Linked DNA regions of Mus musculus: region 1 is linked to region 2. A link is a contact called in public promoter capture Hi-C data. All regions are on one chromosome and are shown on one strand. Each heading gives the region's core, a stretch centred on a gene start, on an enhancer-like site or on the middle of the called end of the contact. The rest is flanking DNA. Distances are from core to core; before and after follow the strand shown.

Region 1 (7,077 bases), core at 31-2,530, 69 kb before region 2:
GTGCAGTTAGAGGGTATACTGGGTTACAGAAGCAGCTGCAGGGGGTTCTCTCAAAGTTTTTAATTTATGGGTATTACTAAGAAAGTTGATTTTTACTTTTCATTTTAATTTTTTTCTCTGGAACACTGAAAATTAATGTGGAATCATGAAAACATCAATCAGAATAACATTCAGTGTTGAATTATTAACCCCTAAACACTAAAATTTCAAGGGTACATGTCCAATTCATTTGGTAAATTATCTCTGGGTAATTTCTTCTATGAGGTATGTGTGTTTGTTGCTGATGTTGTTGTATTAATGCACATGCATGAATACATATAGGAGAGTCAGTATTAGCAGAAGACACTATTTATTGCTTTAGAAGAGAAATATTTCATCACTTTTAAAGTGTGCCTTAACCTCTGATTTCCTTTTTAACAGTGACTTGGATATGTCAGAATTCCTAATTAACCCAAATGCAGGTCCTTGCCGCTATAATTTGATTGCTGTTTCCAACCACTATGGAGGGATGGGAGGAGGACATTGTAAGTTGACATTTTACATTTTAACCTTTTCATGTACTTTTTCCTGTAACATAGTCAGTACTTTTAAGTAAATAAAATGTCAAATGAATCTTGCTTATAATCATTGTTCAATAGTCTTAGGTGAATGAATCACCTGTATAGCTTGTATTTTAAAAGCCAGTTCTATATAGGAATAGTTAATGCCCTTCAGCTGAAGGCCAGGAAGGCACATGCTGTCTGTCTAAGGTCCTGTCCCTCCCACCCATCAGCCTCGCTCCTTTTCAGGTATCTGCAGCTGTGCTCTTCTGCAACTCTTTTCTTTTTTAAGATTTATTTACTATGTACACAGTGTTCTGTATGCCTGTAGGCCTGCAGGCCAGAAGAGGGCACCAGATCTCACTGTAGATGTTTGTGAGCTACCATGTGGTTGCTGGGAATTGAACTCTGGACCTTTGAAAAAGCAGCCAGTGCTCTTAACTATTGAGCCATCTCTGCAGCCCTGCGTACTTTGAAACCATGTATATTTATTTGTTAAGCAATAGGTACTGTTGATCTCAATAACTTCCTCTTGTTATTTAATCTTTTGCTTTTTATGATTACAATTATGGCATTTATCTTTCCACTCCAAATTACACTTAACGCTCTACTACTGTAAGACTGAAAACGAGTCAGTATTTATGGTCTGTTATCCAAGGATGCCTCTGAGCTGTCCATAGTGCCGCTTCCTCACACAGTGAGCGTGCGTGCCGAGCGGATGGGAGTTGAGGCTGCCTGTGCCAGCTCACACTGCACTGGGCAGACGACTGCCATTCCCGTGGTCATCGTTTTATCCTTCTCAGTGCCCGCTTGATTGCATTAACTGAGTAGAGTTCTTAACGATTTCAGTCATAAGTGAAATAGTCTTTTTTATATATATTACTTCACTTTGAAATCAAATCTATCGTCCCAAAACAAGCTACATTGCTTTTGTTTTTCTTTCTGAAATCACCAGAACAATATGGACAGTAACTATCCCAACAAGTCTACTAGAATATATCCCTACATCTGGGCCTGACCCGTGGGTTTTCTGTCTCGTGTCATTATGGACTGTCAGTCTTCTCTTGTTGTTGTTGTTGTTGCTGCCTACATCTGGACATTGTTACCTCTGTGAAAGGCTACCCTCTGCACCCCACTCCGGCTTACCTAGGACTGGCTCTTCATAGTTGCTGTTGGGCTGTGTGTTGGCTTTATCATTCTTGTCTCACTGTTGCTTTATAATCACCCTCTCCACGGGTCTAGCTTGCTAAGATTTTCAAAGAGGGTTACGAAATTCTTTATTTAGTCTATCTCACAGTTTTCTCATTTTCTTTAAGACTGAGAATATTCCTTCTGTGGGTGCGCTGTCTACTCTGCAGTTCTCTTGAGTTCAGACTGACAAGCTCAGCACATGCATTAGGCCTCACGCCGCTGAGCAGATTTAAGAAGGGATACAGAACGAAAGACGTGAGGCTGTTGCATGCAGGATCCTAGAGGGAACACAGACAGAAGATGTTCACGGCTGGTTACTGTGAATCTGTGTGGTTGCAAGGAGGGAAAATGGCTGAAGGCTCCCCAGGGGAAGCTGTCATGCCACCCTGTTCCTCAGCACCTCGGAATGTTGATGGTTAATGTGTATGTGTACAGCTATGGTCGGAGCGTGTTCTGGTAGCACATGGGGGTTTGAGCATCCTTTATACGAAGCATGGAGTAAAAAGTACCACTTGTCATCTTTCCCTGTTCTGTACTCTATTAAAGGCAGGGAAATCCTAGTGTGTAAGAGCCACAGGTGACTGAGCAAGGTTGTCAGAAAGGAAAATGTCATAGGAACTTAAGGAATAAAGATGCTGGACTTAGGCATCAGACCCAGCCTGAGTAACAGCTCCACTGCCTGGAGCAAACTGTCCTCTGGAAGCCTAAGGTTCCTAGTTCTCCAGTGAGAATCGGGGTGGTGCCTGAATGTGGATGCAGTGCACAGTATTGCACCTGCTTACATAACCACTACATAAATGGAACTATCTCTAATTACCACTGGTATATTTTTATGTGAATTTTTTTTTAAAAATTATTTATATTATTATTTTACCATAGTTTTTCTTCCTCTGAAAAATGTCACACGTTTCAACTTAGAAAAAAAAAGTATTTAAATTTGCTAGAAATGATTCTCAAAGGCTTTGTCAAATCACTTGAATGTGTTCTAGTTTTATATAGATACTTCTCATCACATGAGTGTGTTCTACCCTCGTGAAGATACTTACCATCAGGTTAATGTACACTACCTCTTACAGATGTTTATCATGCCTCTAGTAAATATTTCTTAGGCATGCGATCACAGAGTTGTGAGGGTTCCAGTCAAGAAGTAACTGTATTCTTTCATTAGATACTGCTTTTGCAAAAAACAAAGATGATGGGAAGTGGTACTATTTCGATGACAGTAGCGTCTCCACTGCATCTGAAGACCAAATCGTGGTAAGTATGTCTTCAGTTTCTGAAGTCATGGGGTCAGCCTCTTAGGAAGACATGTAAGTAAACAGAAGGGAAGACTGGGGCTGGAATGTGCTCATGTACCAGGGCCAGGCATGGTAGCGCATGCCTGTTGAGGCCAGCCTGATCCACACAGTGAGTTCCAGGACAGCCCAGGCTACACGGAGGAACCCTGTCTCCGAAAATAAGAGGAAGGGGGTCATCAGAACACTGTGTCCCATACTCTAGCAGCTTGTTGCAAACGGTGTTCATTTTGACTTCAAGACACAGAAAATTGCTTGTTTGGAAATTAATCTTGAGAATTTTCTCAGCACAAAGTCACACTGTGAACAACTTTCTTAGGGGAGTCGTTTTCCTCGGGAGAAAGGGGAGTAGCCCTGAGCTCTCAGACATTGGCTACTGTGGTTGGGGTGCTAGAGCCTGTGAGTTTTAGTCAGGAGTCTTTTAAGCTTGACAGCACGTGACAGCTCATGAGTGAGTAAAAGAATTTACAGATTCTCTGGTCATGTGTCACTCTACGAGGTTAGCCCTGATCCACTGTCACTTTCGCATTCTCAGTAGAGAAACTGGTCAGCTGTTCTCTCTCTGCACTGGTGTTTGTTTTATGTAACAACAACACATTTTTATTGACAGAATTGATTGATAGAAGCTGACTATGGTGTGTTTTAAAAAGAAAACAGTTATTCCATAGAGGTTTGTCCTTCCCTGAATTTTAGTTATTACAATATTATAAAGAGTAAGAAATGTAACAAGGCTGAAGAGATGGCTCAGAGGTGAACGCTGACCGCTCTTCAGAGGACCCGGGCACCTTTCCCAGAACCCACGGTGTAGCCTGGTATTCTAATTCCAAATCTGCTGTCCTCTTGGCCTCCACAGCATCAGACTTGCACAGGGTACACAGCAGACAGAATAGCTATACATGTAACAAAAAACCTAGACATGTAAATTTTTGAATGTTTGGGGTTTTTTTCCTTACTTAGAAAGAGAGGTAGTAACATTTCCTTGTGGTGTTTCCAATACAGGTGTCCATGATACTAGAAATGCTAACTGACGCCTGTGTTTCCAGATTAAATACTAAAGAGTAGACAGTAGTGTTTATAATATTTCAAGGATTCACGTTCTTAAAGCAAATTAATAAGATTCTGAACCCATCTACTGGCACAGATTTACTCTGTGAAACAAACAGGTCAAAAATAACTTGTCTCTCTTCCCTCCTGTTCACCCAGCGTGTATTTGTGACTGCTCTACAGTCTCATAGCTTGTAGTGTTCTGAAACAATGATGCCATTGTACCGAATGTCCTTACACAAGCCTACGTGGTAACACCTTCCTACATACCTAGGCAATAAGTTGAATGCTATACTAGCTTTTAAAAATAGGTAAATGGCCGCTTTAGCACCTCCCATCTGTGTACGAATCCCACACTTCAGTTCTGTTTCTCTGATCCTTCCGCCCAACATCTGAAAATGAACTGTCCTAATCCTGCCTTTCACATCAAAATGTATCTTGTTCAGGTTTGGCTGATAGAGGCCATTCGTTTCCACACCGCATAAGCCAGACTTAGTGCTACACTCCTTAGTCCCGGAACCCAGGCAGTGAGGCAGCCGCACATCAGGAATTCAAGGATGAAGTTAATGTTGTTGTTGCTTTCACATGAGTCTTCATTTAGTCAAGGAACACTTGAGTATGTGTGTCCGGCACAGCCTAGTTCCATTCTGAACAGCCATGCATTTCACTGTCTCTACCCCTTAACAACCCGGACACAGACAAATTAACATCATCATATGACAGAGACAGAAAGGGGTTGACTGTGCTGGAGGAAGTAAGGAAGTACGGAAAATTTCAGTCTAAACACAATGCTTGGCCTTCCCCTGCTCCTACGAATATGTAAGTTAAGTAAGCGTCACCAAGCACAAGCTCACCTGAAACCTGAGAAGCCCAGGAGGCCTGGCAAGGGTGCCATTGCCAGTGTGAGGCATGAGAGATCAGGATGTGGGGACGGGATTAGCCTGCAGGTCAGATTAGCGCTTGGGAAAGAACGTGGTATCGTAACTGCTCTCACCTTCAACTTGAGCGGCTCTCGGGTGCTTGCTTGGCAGATAGTGTAATAGCACCGTGTGTTCTATCTTCATAGCTCGCTGGTATCATGAGAGCAAGGGAGACTGAAGGTACTGAGTCGGCAGAAAGGCTACACGAGGCTGACAGCGTGATTTACGGACTTAAATTACTCTGCTCAAAAGAGAAGGAGCGTGTGAAATATTTGAATAGAATTAGTAAAACCTGACTGGAGTTCCTTATTAAGATAGAAATGCAATGATTTATCAAAGTTGGAAGGAAGTTTGCCAGTGACATTCGAAGTGTATGATAACCTAGTTGTAGAACTAAATTCAGTTCAGGGTAAGAACTGGATTATTTTTACCAACCATGGGCTCACTGTGTAGTCCAGGCTAACCTCAACTTGCTAAGTGCTAGGGCATGACCTGTTATTCTTAGCTAGCAGTTGAAGCCACAGGCTCTTTTGAAATGCCAAGTGAGGGACACAAGCTGAGACAGAGCAGGGCGTCTTTAAAGGATTTAGTGAGACCACAGAAGAATGCCCTAGGAACTGGAAGAAAGATGTAGGGAGAGGCAGTGTCACTGAAGACAGAAGTTACTGGAGAGAAGGCTGTGAAATATCAAGTACGACTGAATGATGGACTACTTTAAAGACAGCCAGTTGACTCTGACACTGCTGGCCCTCCTGAAAGCCATTTGGTTACAGTGGTTTGGACAAGTTAGGTGACATTGAATTGGAGCTGATTATGAGGCGCTGGGTAGACTCTGGCAGCCCAGTGGAGCAGAGGAGAGGTTGTAAGATTGGAATGGAAGTTCTTTCCATGGTAAGGATTTTTGATGCAGAATAAAACAAGTCATTTTTAAACCAGCAAGACGTGTCTGGTACAGTACGTAGTGCACATGTACATAATCCACATGGAGCTCACACTGTGGCACGCGTCTGCTATTTTAGCATTGGAGACTCAGGCTGGGAGGTCACAAGTCCTAGACCATCTTGTACTACATGGCAAATCCCAGGTCAGCATGAACTATGTTGTTAGTTTACAGAGTATTAGATCTCATTATGACATTCCCCTGCCCTTCATACCCCTGAGCCCCATAGGTGCCATGTGTGCCATCCCGTTTGCTCAAAACCTCTTGTCCCTTTCTTGTGGCTGCCATATGGTTTCACGGCCTGTATCCATTCTCACACACACTTAAATATGAACATACATACATACATACCAACTTTAAACAGTTAGGATCTGCTTATGAGGAAATGTGGGTTTTTGTCTTTTTGAGTCCATGTTATCTCACTTAATATACTTTTCCAGATCAATTTATCTTCATGAAAATTTATTATTTCCTTTTTCTTGACTGCTGAATAAAATCTGATTGTGTGCATATACCTCATTCGCACTATGCGGTCGGTCATGTGTTGATGAGCATCTGGACTGGTCTGGTTCACTGTAGTGTGGAGGTAGCAGCAGTAGACATAGATGTGCAGTGTCCCTGGTAAGGTATGTGGTGGGTCCTTGCAGATGGCCCAGCAGTGGCTCAGCTGGGTCTATGCTGCTTCTCATCTTAGTGTCTGCCAAGCCTCCGTACTGAGTCCACGCTCCCACTGCAGTGAGGGAAGCTTCCACCTTCCCTACTTCCTCACCACACCCGACATCTGTGTCGGGACCTCAGCCATCCTGGCTGGGGAGAGGGACTCAGAGTTTGCACTTTGTTGTTGGCTAAGCATGGCTGATATTTCAAACTCTTTATTATCTATTCGAGGTTCTTCTTTTGAGAACTGTTTATTTCACTGGCCCATTTATTGGTTGACACTTTGGGTGTGGGGTTGAATTTTTGTACTTCTTTATTTAGATTTCAACCCTGTTTGAGATAGAAGTCATAGAAAAGAATTGCTCCCGTTCTGTAAGCTGTCAGCTCACTCTGCTCATCGTTCCCTTTGCTCTGCACAACTCATGTCCTGTAGACTCCAGTGTTCATTCCCACTAGCCTGGGCTACCTCTTCAAACAACACAGGAGCCATG
Region 2 (7,050 bases), core at 1,688-4,187:
GAAAGGAAAAACAGGGCATCCTGGCCTGGTTCCTTGTATAGAGGGACAGCTCCCAGCCTCCCCTCCATAGCGCCTTATGTAAGCTTGCCGTGACGGCCTCACCTGTGTTGAACCATGCTCCTGCCCCCCACTTAGGCCATGAAGGGAGGGATGCTCACCGTGGCACAGCACAGACTTTCTGTATCCACTGGGACGTCACCTGTTTCTGTGCTCTGTTCAGCTTGTTGGTTATGCATGCTGAATACCTTTGTGTCTTGCATGACCTGTACTGGATTATGGTATATGTTCTTAACACTTTCTCAAATATTCAAATATTATTCTTGACTATTTTCTAGTTTATTGGAAGATGTACTTTCAAAGTATTCTCAAATAATATTCTGGATTTCATTGGTATTTATATTCCTTTTTTTCTGGCTTTATTAGTGTGTTTTTTTTTTTTCCTGTTTTTCTTTGCTTTGTTGGTTCTCTATTAAATTCTCCTCTGAACTTTATTATTTCTTCCTATATGCTTTTTTGGGTTTCGGTTGCTTATCTAGGACACTGAAGTTCATTGTTCAGTTATCTGAAATCTTTATGATGTTAACATGTAAGCGTTCATAACTATAAACTTCCAGTTGAAACTGCTAGCTTTGTTGTTGTAGTCCTGGTTGTTTTTTTTTTTTCTTTTCTTTTTGTTTTTTGCATCTCGAATAACTTGTACTATCATTTATTTGATCATAGGAAAATTTTGTCCCTGATTATTTTAATTACCCACTGGCCATTTAAGAATGTGCTGTTTGATCTCTAAACATCTGTGTCTTTCCTGTGATTTCTCTTATTATTTTCTAATTTTATTCCATTATGATTCCATAACATGCAGAATTATATCAGTTCCAAAATAATATTTGAATTGCTTACTTCAATAGTTTTACAATATTGTTGTGAAATTATTTTCTCCATGTTTGAGTTAAAACTTCCATGCCCTAGAAAGTCGGGGAATAGGGCACTGTTTCTCTCTTCCAGTGTGATTCCCTTCTCTAAGCTGTGCTAAATTAGTAACTTCAGAATATTGTCGGAAGTTGTGGTCTTAGTTTATCATCCCATAGTGTGTACTTTGGGAGGCATAAAGTAGATTTAAATATTCAGTACCAAATTTTAAAAAACACTCACTTTGCACTTTTCTGCCACACTGGTGTAAAGTGTGTTGTGGTTACCTCTCCACCTCCCTTTGCTTCCCTTTCAAACAGTCAAGCCTTGCATTTCTTGCACATGCGTGTGTGTGTGAGTGTATGTTTGTGTATGTTTAAGATTATCTGTGTGAACATGGACTTGGAACTTGGTGCCCAATGGACAATAATTGCTGGCTCTTGCCCAGAGTGCATCAGTCATCAGTACTTCAACAGGGAAGGGTAGGGACATGTGCACACCCTCCCTAATCTGTGCTTGACTTTTGACAGGTACAGTTTTCTGTGGGCTCTTGCACCGAAGCCACAGATGCTGTGTGGTCTCATTTGCACTGGCTGTGCCACGCCCAGAAATGGCATTTCACATTTCAGATCTTCTCCCTATATTACTTACATTGTTTCTTCCCGTCTTCTGCATAGGGAGTCTGGGAGTGAGTAGCATTTGTCTGTGGTTATAAACACAAATATTTAGAAGTTAGCTTAGCATCCTGACAATAAGATCATCAGCAGGGGCTGAATTTACCGGGAGAGCCCAAGATGTATAATACAATTATGGTGCATAATACACAGTGGAATTTTGTCCATCTGTAAAGAAAAATGAAATGATGAGATTTGTAGTAAGATAATACAGAGGGTTACAGATGGTCAGAGTGACGTGCCCTTCCCTAAATGGCACTTGTGTTTCACACCCCTCCCTGTGACTCCTACAGTCCACAAGGCCAGGCTGCCAGGCATGAGACACCCACCTCTCTGGGCAAGAGTGGTGTGAGTGTTATGGGTAAAATCAGCTCTTCTCTGGTTGGAATTGGGGCCTGATCCATAAGAGGAAATTCATATCTGGCACTGTAAACACGATAAGAAGGAAACAATGGCTGAGGTGGTCTTTTTACCTTCAGTCATGATTATGAATGATTTTCTTTTAAGTTCTTCTGAAAAATTATTTTCTGACTCAGATATTCCTGTAGTTAATGAATGAGTTTTATTTCCTTGAAAAAGGCTATCAAACTCCTAACTTTAATGTTCCCTTTACTTAAAATTCCATGCTATTTATTTCGTTTCTCTGAAAGCGACAAACTTTTTTTTAATCTATTTTGCCTTTAAGCAATTTTTAAATTTTATGTTATAAATGAATTGTTCAATTGAATTTAATTATTATCACTACTTTAAAATGTCGAGAGTCGGTAGAATTAAGGTTAGGAGTAAAAGTTTGTATATTTAGTACTTAATTTAAAATGCCCTTTCTGTAATAACAGGAAGAATGCTATTGTTGTCTAAGAATTGTGTTTACTTCCTGAAGAAATTAGTGTTATAAACATTCACAGCATATAAAAATAATGTAGGGCACCTATGAACTATGGAAGGCATGATGTACATACAATTTGAACCACTTTCTGCTCTGTAATATGAATTCTTGTTTATTTTACTCTTGTATAATATGAAGAAATGTTAATTTCTGAACTTGTACCCAGAATCCCATGTTAGAGAAAGCCTGGGACTCCTGCAGTTGAGTAAAGACTGTACATCTGAATCCCCTGAATTCTTATGACTTGTTTCTGTTTGGATATTTACTTTACATAAAAAGAATTGTCATAGGTTCTAAGTACGTAGACAAACGTTCCTCACCATGCATCGATCAGTAAATCATCTGCTGTGTTTTCTGAATAAAGCATTGAAAGAGAACAGCTCAGAGGTCGTGCAGCCTTTCCTAATGGGGTGTGGGACCAAGGAACCAAAGATCACACAGTTGTGTTTGGCCGCCATCCAGAGACTCATGTCCCATGAAGTGGTGTCTGAGGTAGGTTGAAGATTTTATCTGAATTGCTTGTTAAGAGTTACGTCAGTAGTGTTCATGAGAAGATTGAAGTGAGCCTGATTCCTCCTGATTCCTCCTGGGAGGTAGTTTTACGAAAGAAGAGTAACTTAAAAATGAAGCTAACATTAAAGATGAACTGCACTCCAGTGAGCTACTTGTAATCTAAGGCAGAGTTCATAGTACAGGCACTGATTTTAGAATCAAGTTTTCAGTGTCATAGAATAGTTACAGAATATAATTCATATTTTAAAGTGTAGATTATTTGAATTGATAGTTACTCATTAATGTAAGTATTTTGTTTGTATCTCACTTGATGGTGGAAAATAAATAGTATTATTGTGAATCTCCATCATCTCTCAGATCTGAGTTGATTTTGTGTGCCGTCCTCTGATTCACAGACTGCTGCTGGAAACATAATTAACATGCTTTGGCAGCTAATGGAAAACAGCCTTGAAGAACTTAAGCTGCTTCAAACAGTTCTTGTTCTTTTAACAACCAACACGGTAGTTCATGACGAGGCACTTTCCAAGGTAAGAAACCCATTTAATTGATGTTTATAAATGTTTTGAGGTAGTGTTTGAATAAGCTGATTAAAAGATAGACGCCTAGAGCCATTGGAGTGAAGCACAAGTCACTTCTCCACAGTTACTGTGGTGGTCATCCTTGTGAGTTAGTCCCTCCAGATGAGAGGACATCCGTTAGCCAGCCTGTGGCTGGGCTGAGTTTAGTGAGGAATGCTGAGTGGGAGAAGAGCAGCCGTAGAGCTGTGTCGAGAAGGGATGTGAAAGGAAGGGCGGGCGGTGCCTTCATTGTGTCGGCTTCGGAATTTCTCCATGTTTGCTCCTCAGTTCTCCTGTTTTGAAGCTACCTGTATGCATTGTTAGGAAACCAAACAGCTCGGGCCTGTCTCATAAGTGGCCAAAACCCTTCTTTGAGCACTTAATACCACATGAGGTTTCCTAGCTAATTTTTACTTTCTTCCCTTCTCCCATCCTCTTTGGAATATAAAATCATGAAATATTTCTGTAGAACAGAAAGCAACATAATACAGTCCTCAGCTCATAGTTTATCCTCTAGGAGTGTTTTGAACTTGTTTGTTTGTTGAGATAAAGTCTCACTATGTGGCCTTGGATGGCCTGGAACTTGCTATGTAGACCAGGTTAGCCTCAAACTCACAGAGATGTGCTTGCCCCTGCCTCCTGAGTGCTAGGATTAAATGCCACCAGGGCCAACTTTGTTTCATAATGTCTGTGCTTTAAAGGAAGGCTAGTTGATAAAGAGAGATGTCTGCAGACTCAGTCTGCACACTGTCGTAGGTGGCTCTGGGTGTTCATCCTTCCTAGATGTTACCTTGGTGTTCTAGAGCATAACAGCTTTCATTCTTCCAGGCCCTGTCTACTAAGTGGAGTGCTTGTGTGCAGTTCCATCTGGTTTCTTGCTATCCAGTTATTCTTGTAATAACTATATTTAAAATGTATACACTGATACCACTTGACATACTAAAGAAGAAGAACTGGGGCTTGGGAGATGGTTCTGTCAGCAAAGCGTTTGCCGTACCAGCATGGGGACCTGAGGCGCATCGCTAGTACCCTCGTGAGGAGGGTGGGACCAAGTGTGTACTGGCTTATGCTCAGTGTGGGAAGAGACAGGTGACCCCTCGGTGTCCTGATTAGGTTCCTTTTGGTCAACTCCATGTCTACAAGTAACTTGGGGAAGAAGAGTTGCTTGAGCTCAGGTTAGAGAACATCATTGTACTGGCTAGTTTTGTGTCAACTTGACACAGCTGGAGTTATCCCAGAGAAAGGAGCTTCAGTTGAGGAAATGCCTCCATGAGATCCAACTGTAAGGCATTTTCTCAGTTAGTGATCAAGGGGGAAAGGCCCCTTGTGGGTGGGACCATCTCTGGGCTGGTAGTCTTGGGTTCTATAAGAGAGCAGGCTGAGCAAGCCAGGGGAAGCAAGCCAGTAAGTAACATCCCTCCATGGCCTCAGCATCAGCTCCTGCTTTCTGACCTGCTTGAGTTCCAGTCCTGACTTCCTTTGGTGATAAACAGCAGTATGGAAGTGTAAGCCGAATAAACCCTTTCCTCCCCAACTTGTTTCTTGGTCATGATGCTTGTGCAGGAATAGAAACCCTGACTAAGACAATCATCAAGGACACTTGAGGCAGGAACCGAAACAGACCATGGAGGAGTGCTGTCCACTGACTTGCTCAGCTTGCTTTCTTATACAGCCCACCCACAGTGGAGTAGACCCTTCAGATCAGCCATTCATCAAGAAGCTGCCCCACAGACATGCCCACAGGCCATTCTAAGGAGGCATTTCCTCAATGGAGGTTTCCTCTTCCTAGGCTACTCTAGCTTGTGTTAAGTTAAAAAACCCTGACTAGCACACTGAGGACCACTGTAAACCGTCTAGACTAGGAAGCAAGTTCCAGTGAGAGACCCAGTCTCAAAAGCAAGGTGGATGGTACCGGCCTTCACACACCTGTGCACACTGTGGGCACCTGAACTCAGACACTCACATGTGCACTCTTACACACACACACACATACAGAAAGAAGTAATTATAGAATTTATTTTAGTATGCTACCTAGTTGAAAATGAAGTATTGGCTAATAAAATTGAGGTAGAAAGGTATAATGCAAGCTTGATCAACATAGAGGCTCCTGTGTAACAACATAATATACTTTTTTGAAGTTGAGATATAGTGTAAGTTTTCTGTTAAAGGGCGTGTCACTTAAAAACTGAATGTAAGAGCCCTGAAGAGATGGCCCAGTGGTTAAAAGCACTAGCGGGAGGTCATGCATTTAATCCCAGCACTCGGGAGGCAGAGGCAGGTAGATCTCGAGTTCAAGGTCTGCCTGGTCTACAGAGTGAGTTCTAGGACAGCCAGGGCTACACAGAGAAACCCTGTCTCGACAAAACAGACAGAAAGCATACTAGTTGCTTCTGCAGAGGACCTGGGTTTGGTATCCAGCACCCTTCTGGCCTCCTCAGGCACCAGGCATGTAGGTAGTGTTCTTTCATGAAGGCAAAGCACTTAATATAAAATGAAAAATAATTCTTTTAAAAATGTTGATCAGTTGATAAGGCACAGAATTTTGTATTTCTTCCGAGAGTGACAACTATTAAACTTTTAGAAGATCTTTATGATACTGGTGTATGTAACCATATCTTAGAGCTTGAATTTTGTGGTCCATGAGCCATAAAATGAGTCACAGGGTAGAAGAAAACAATTGCAGATACAGAGCTCAGATTTTATGGTCCATGAACCATAAAATAAGTCACAGGGTAGAGGAAAACAGTTGCAGCTCTCTGACAAAGGACACACTTGTGCTTGTAAAGAGCTGTTTAAAGTATTATTCCCCAGGACAAAACTACCACATGAAGAATTGACAAAGGACTCTAAAGACACTTATGGATTGTGGCACTCAGTGGCAGCAGATGTGTAGGGAGAAGCTAGTGAAAGGAGAGCTAAAATCCCAGTGTTGTGTGTCCCTGCACGTTAGAGCAGCAGATCTTGACAGATGTCACCATCACATAGTGCTGCGGACGGAATTGCTCTGAAATCCACACACATCCAGAGCTACAGCACTGCAGATGTCCTTTAGAAAGATGGAGTTTCTTTAAAAGTCAACCTGCATTACCCTGTGACCTAGCCATGCCACTCCTAGGTATTTATCTAATGCAAAGGAAAATACTTGTCTTCATAGACTTGTATTTGAATGTTCATAGTAGCCTTACTCAGAGGAGCACCAAACTCGAAACTGTCCAGACGTCCATCTCCAGAAATGGTCACAAGCTCACCATGTAATCCCTCAGCAGGAGAAAGGGGTCTTGTGCTGGTGGATACACAGGACAGCACACACAAGTTCTACATGGAAGAAGCCAGACACATGGTGGATACACAGGACAGCACACACAAGTTCTACATGGAAGAAGCCAGACACATGATGGATACACAGGACAGCACACACAAGTTCTACATGGAAGAAGCCAGACACATGATGGATACACAGGACAGCACACACAAGTTCTAAATGGAAGAAGCCAGACACATGATGGATACACAG

What was found. Capture Hi-C pulls out chosen DNA fragments and counts their contacts.
Region 1: a promoter capture Hi-C map of liver shows a contact between it and region 2. The contact joins two enhancer-like sites. A contact is called at or near these places in 5 of 484 Hi-C or Micro-C datasets (ECoMG-derived neutrophils, bone marrow-derived macrophages, epiblasts and 2 more) and 3 of 9 other capture datasets (adipose tissue, liver and pancreatic islet).

What each region holds. Positions count from the first base shown.
Region 1 is chr10:123,115,019-123,122,095 of GRCm38.p6, reverse strand. It overlaps Usp15 (ubiquitin specific peptidase 15), which reads left to right. Exons shown (of 22, transcript NM_027604.4): 20 at 421-524; 21 at 2,899-2,987. Among named protein-coding and RNA genes, the nearest start is that of Mon2, 42 kb to the right of the region's middle. Within about 2 kb of position 1,280, at least 10 of the 459 cell types and tissues checked have an H3K27ac peak or open chromatin away from gene starts, as enhancers often do. A contact at or near this core is called in liver, where this site is marked.
Region 2 is chr10:123,048,093-123,055,142 of GRCm38.p6, reverse strand. It overlaps Mon2 (MON2 homolog, regulator of endosome to Golgi trafficking), which reads left to right. Exons shown (of 36, transcript NM_001163024.1): 3 at 2,831-2,958; 4 at 3,375-3,506. Among named protein-coding and RNA genes, the nearest start is that of Mon2, 25 kb to the left of the region's middle. Within about 2 kb of position 2,937, at least 8 of the 459 cell types and tissues checked have an H3K27ac peak or open chromatin away from gene starts, as enhancers often do. A contact at or near this core is called in liver, where this site is marked.